Linked DNA regions of Sus scrofa: region 2 is linked to region 1. The links are chromatin contacts, called in public Hi-C maps. All regions are on one chromosome and are shown on one strand. The core of a region is the stretch at or near the end of the contact, and the rest is flanking DNA. Distances in the headings are between cores, read along the strand shown.

What was found. A called contact is a pair of places that touch in the nucleus more often than the background predicts.
Region 2: a contact with region 1 is called in a Hi-C map of liver, with 6 times the contacts expected there. The contact joins the promoter of PRKACA here to the promoter of GIPC1 in region 1. A contact is called at or near these places in 1 of 5 promoter capture datasets (liver), 5 of 47 Hi-C or Micro-C datasets (blood, embryonic fibroblasts, heart right ventricle and 2 more) and 1 of 2 datasets of contacts at active chromatin or transcription factors (alveolar macrophages).

What each region holds. Positions count from the first base shown.
Region 1 is chr2:64,779,154-64,781,798 of Sscrofa11.1, reverse strand. GIPC1 (PDZ domain-containing protein GIPC1) reads right to left here and starts at 1,352. Exons shown (of 9, transcript XM_021083696.1): 1 at 1,242-1,352.
Region 2 is chr2:65,073,556-65,076,200 of Sscrofa11.1, reverse strand. It overlaps PRKACA (cAMP-dependent protein kinase catalytic subunit alpha), which reads right to left and starts at 1,325. Exons shown (of 10, transcript XM_003123353.4): 1 at 1,064-1,325. The coding sequence starts at 1,109.

The DNA of each region.
Region 1 (2,645 bases), core at 103-2,602:
TACCTCGTAGGACCTGCCAGATCCCCGTGGATCTGCGATCCCACGGATCCGCGCTAGGGTCCCTCGAGCCGCCGCGATGCGCACCGCCCGCAGGGGACACTCACCTGCATTGCCGCCTCCCAGCGCGCGCCCTGCTTGGCCCTCGGCAAACTCTGGCCCGGGCCTCTCCAGCAGCACAGCCAGGGGGCGGGGCCTGTGCCCGCGTCCGGCCAATCAGGAGCGGCCGCTCGGCGTTCGCGGCCAATCGGCTCCACGCCCCCCGCTCCGGGTGGAACCGAAGGAAACATTCCAGAGGGATCCCTGAGCCTCGCCCGGCTCTTCACGACACCTCCCCCGCGCCACGGAGCATTGGATCTTCCCGCCCCTCCTAAGCCGCGGCGGGCTGTACCACCGCAAGGCTGCGGAGGGGGGAGCTGCGGCTGGGCCCCGGCCAATCTCAGAGAAGGAAGGAGGCCAGTGGCCAATGGAAAGCTGGGACTCCTGGACCACGTGCTGTTCGCTGAGTGTCCGGGTGGGGTGCTGTGGCTGGTAAGAAGCTGGGGGCTAGTCTTGGGAGTCAGGAGACCGAGACTGAGTTTCGCAGAGAGGATGAAAACTGCCGAAGTCCAGAAAACGGACCCGCTAGGAAATCCGGGAGGGAGCCAAGGGCAGCTTCAGATCCAGTCCTCCGCCCGGCCTGCCCCTGCCCCTGCGTGGCCATCCTCGGGGTGGATAAAAACACGCATTCATTCCGAGCGGGCAGGCGGGAGACTGAGATGAATAGGGAGGGTCCCGAGTGTCCCTGCATCTTGGATGGACAATGGACAAGGGCATTCATTCATTCATCCACTTATCAAATATTTAATGTGCCCCTGGTCCGTGCCAGTCTCTGTCCTATCTCTACAGACACACTGATGAGTAAGCTGAAAGAATGTGCTCCTGGTAGAAGGAACAGCGCGTGCAAAGACTTAGAGGGCGGACAGAAAGATACAGCACGCTTTAGGAGAGTACAGTACTGTAGGAGCTAGCAAAGCAGGGTGAAAGGGCAAGATGCCCTGTTCGCTCGTTGGTTGACCAGCGAATATTTATTGAGCACATACTATGTGCTGGATTACAAAGGGATACCCAGCCAACCCAAGCCTCTGTCCTCAGTTTCTTACATCTGACTGTTCTCCGCCTCCCTACCCCCACCTCCAGCCCCAGACTGGCACAGAGCAGGGTCTCCGTACATATGTGTAGGTAAAAGAACTGGGTAATCTCACCATCTCCAGGTTTGGCTTGTAACCAGGATTTCTCAGGCAGGAGCAGGTCCAAGAAACAAAGATACCAACACAACTTGCCCAGGCCAGGAAGCTCAGTTCCCAGGACAGGTGAGATTCCCTTGTTCCAGGAACAAGCCAGCCACTCAGGCAGCTGGGGCTGGACCGTAGTTCACTGTGTGTTCTGGGAATTGTAGTTCTTGGAGACCTAACTTCTCAACCCTCATTGAACGATTGGCTCTTTGCAGTTCCCTGGATGAGATGCTGAGCGTTCCAGCCCTGCTAGGGCCTGCAGAAGGACAAAGTAAAAAGGGAGCTTGAGCCCTGGACTTAGCTGCTGAGGTCTGCCCAGGCAGCCCCACCCAGCTGGCAAATACCGAGACTGCAGAGGCAACAGGGACAGCTAATGTCCTTCTCTTCCTGTTCTGCTGACCTCTGCCACGCCCACTGAGCGATCAGTTGCCTCTGGCTAGGCCTGTGCCCTCTCTGGGACTGTGTCCACTGCCCTGCTTATGCCTGGCATCTAAGCTGCTTCCTAAACACCTGGAGAGGACAGTATGTGGGCTGTGGGCACAGCAGAGTCCTGAGCGGAATCCACATGATTCTACCTGTTGATGAAGAAGTGCCCAGGGAGGGGTGAGGGCAGGGGCACAGAGCAACACGGGGCATCTCCTTCCTACTTTGTGGGACTTCAAAGTTTCTCCAAGGAAATAAAATTCAAAAAGCCTCCAGCCAAGATAAGAATTACCAAACCCTTATCATCCCACCTGTCTCACTGTAACTGTTACAATGTTCGTAAGGACCTCCCCACCCCAGCAACTTGGCCTACTTCTTGCTCCCTACTAGGAAAGGTATGTGGCCCACTCCTCACCTCTTCCCCTTGATCAACCTGGCCTACTCCTTCCTGCCCCCCACTAGAAAAGGTATGTAGCCCACTCCTTACCCCACCCCTTTAGGGGCAACATATGGCCCCAAACTACCAGCAGGTGTATCCAAAGACCCTGTCTTTCCCCAACCAACCAGCAAGTGTATCAGAAGACCTCATTCTTCTCCAACCAATCACTAGGTCCTCAGGTGTATGGCAAGACCGCTTCTTTGTCTTTGGGCTATAAAAACAGACACAACCATGCCCCCAGGGTCTGCTCTCCCTGAATATCAGGAAGTCGACCTGATGTGTTAACAGTGTCTCTTGCTTCAATATACTTGTCTTTTCTACACCTTGCTTTAAATTTAGAAAATTACTTTTCCACCCACGTGCAGAGACCACAACATACTTGATTTTATAGCTCAAGAAGCTAGGAGGCTCAGTGGGTGAGGAGGTCAGATTTGAGTGCTACCTCTGCCCCTTTTAGGGGGTGGGGGTGGGGAAATAATTCTGGAATGCCAACTAAGACATGAAAAAGCAAA
Region 2 (2,645 bases), core at 76-2,575, 290 kb before region 1:
GGCAGAGAGGCATTAGATGTCACCCACTACTCCTCCCAATTGCCATCCCTTGAGTCCTCTTTCTCACCATTCCAGCTCAAGCTGAAGGAGGCTTGTTAAAGCCAGACACTCTTCATCCCAAGCCCGGAGCGGGTCAAGAAGCCTGGGGGACTGGGTGAATGACGAAGCCTCAGTTGTGAAACAACCATTTATTGAGGGGCCCTCTGAGGAGCCTAGAGCCTTCCAGAGATGGGAAGGGGCTCTCTGCTGACACCTCCACCCCCCAACCCAGGAAAAACGACGCAATGAATTTTCCAGCAAGATCAGCTCAAACTTGGCTTTGGAAGCACTGAAGCAGTTCTCTAGGTTCATAAACAGTCTGCTACCCCAGCCAGGGACAGACGCTTGCTTGGAGGAGGGAGCACAAGCAGAGGAGCAGAGTGACAGAGAGTATCAGGATGAGAGAGGGGCAGAGAGACCCAGAAAGATCCTGTCCCCCATGTCAAGTGACACAGAAGGGAAAAACAATTCTGGAGGTGGCCCTGAGAAATGCTCAAGGAAGGCAAAGTGGGGTTGGAGGGGGCTGTGATAAGGTGAAGAGGGGAAGGGCAGGAGAAAGATGGCGGGGGCTGGAGGGGGGAGGGGTGTGGTCACCAAGTGGCCAAGGTCCCTGCAGGGTGGAGGCAGACCCCACAGCACTCCCAGACTGGCAGAAGAGGTGAGTGTGGAAGAGGTGAGTGAAGAAGTGGGGGGAGATTTAGAATCTGTGCAGAGGTACCAGGAAAGAAGAGAGTGGGGTAGTGACAGGGCCCCATGTGGGGCCTCAGCGGTTATACGTGCCATGGTTGGCAGTGACAGCTGGGGGGGAGCACGGTCTTTGCACAGGGGGACGGTCTTTGGCAAGGGGGCTCCTACGGGGTCTTCTGCGGGCCTTGGGCCCCAACCTTGGACAGACAGGGGGAAGGGTTCGCTGTAGGGTAAACAGAGAGAAATGGGGGGGATAAGGGGAGGGGCCAAGCGGTGATGGACAGGGAGGGGGCTGGCAGCGCGGGGCCGCGATCGGGGTCACGGCCCGGGCACTCACCGCTCTCCTGCTCGCTGCCCTTCTTGGCGGCGGCGGCGTTGCCCATCGCGGCGGCGGCGGCCGGGGCCGGTCCCGGAGCTGCGGCGCGGCGGGTGCTGGAGGCGGCCCGCGGCCCCGGAGCGCGCTGGGCGGCGGCGGCGGCGGCGGCCCCTGGGGTTGGCTGCGCTGGCTGCGGCGCCGCGACCCCCGCCCAGCCCCTGCTTCCCGCGTCTCTCCGCGCCCGCCCGCCCGGGAACCTCAGCCCAAGTCCGCTGCTGCTGCTGTCCGTGACGCCCCCGCAGCCTGCCGCTCATTGGTCTAGGCCTCCCTGACTGACGGCGCTACGCCGCAGTCCATTGGTCCTCCGCAAACCTCCCGTGCTGCCATAGGATCCCGGCCCCTGACACGCCCCTAGAACGCCCGGCCACTCGCGCGCTTCTGAGGCCTCAGCCGGGCGGGCCGACGCGTCTGATTGGTCCAGCCTCCCGACAGGCTCTGGGGCCCGCCCAGCGAGGCAGTCAATTGGCCAAGGCTGGCTGTCCGGCAAACCCTCGGCCGAACGTTCAGTGTCAATCCCGAGGTGAGAGGGCGGGGCGGAGGCTCAGCCCGCCGCCCGGACCTGACGGGCGGGGCGGCAGGCTGAGCCTCGACCCACCGGGTGGGGGGGCGCGGAGGCTCATCCTGTTGCCTGGACCCGCCGGGCGGGGCGGCCGAGGCTGGCGGGCGGCCGCGCAGCGCTCGGAGCCCCAGGCGGCGGTCCAGGCGGGCGCTCGCCCAGCCCCGTATTCGCCGCAGTCCCCCGCCCCCGCTCAGTGCGGCAGCGGCTGCCGGCCAGCCGAGGTTGGCGCCGCGCCCCCCCCACCCCACCCCGCAACCCCGGCGCAGCCGCTGTCCACCTGCCAGCGGGGGAGGAGAGCAGCAGGCGCCGCGGGTCATAGGTCGCCCGGCCGCCGGCCGTCGTCATTCATAAGGCCTGGCGCAGGATAGCTGCAGGCCCCGGGGCCAGGCTGCGGTCCTCTTGGGTCTCTCTCAGCCACAGCCTGAGCTTCTGGAGGATGCTGGGCTGCAGGAGCAAGGGGATGTTGGGAGGGGGCGCTCACTAGCCATCCTTTTTTACTGGGTCCCCAACTTGGGCTCATGGCAGTGGTGAGCTAGCGCTCATTAAATACGTTATTTCGTACCACACTCCTATCACGTAGGCACTATGATCATCACTCCCATTTTACAGATGAGGAATGGGGCACAGCCAAGATGGGGATTCCCTCTGTCTAGGCAATGCAAAAGGAACGGCCCCTCCTGGAGCAGAGTAGCAAAATTGCCCCTTCCTTAGGGTGCCCTTTTAATATACTGAGGACAGTTTCCCACTGCCACATTTCTGACATTCAGGGCCGGACCAGTCTATGCTGGCGTGGGAGTGAGGAGTGGTCCTGTAGGGTGTTTAGCAGCATCCCCAGTCTGCCACCTGGATGTCAGTAGAACCTTCCTCTCCTCCACCAGCTGTGACAACAAAAGCCACCTCTAGACACTGTTCAGTGTGTCCTGGGGGGCAAAACTGCCCCCAGTTGAGAACCACTGATGTAGAGGAAGGCCCAAACGGGGTGAC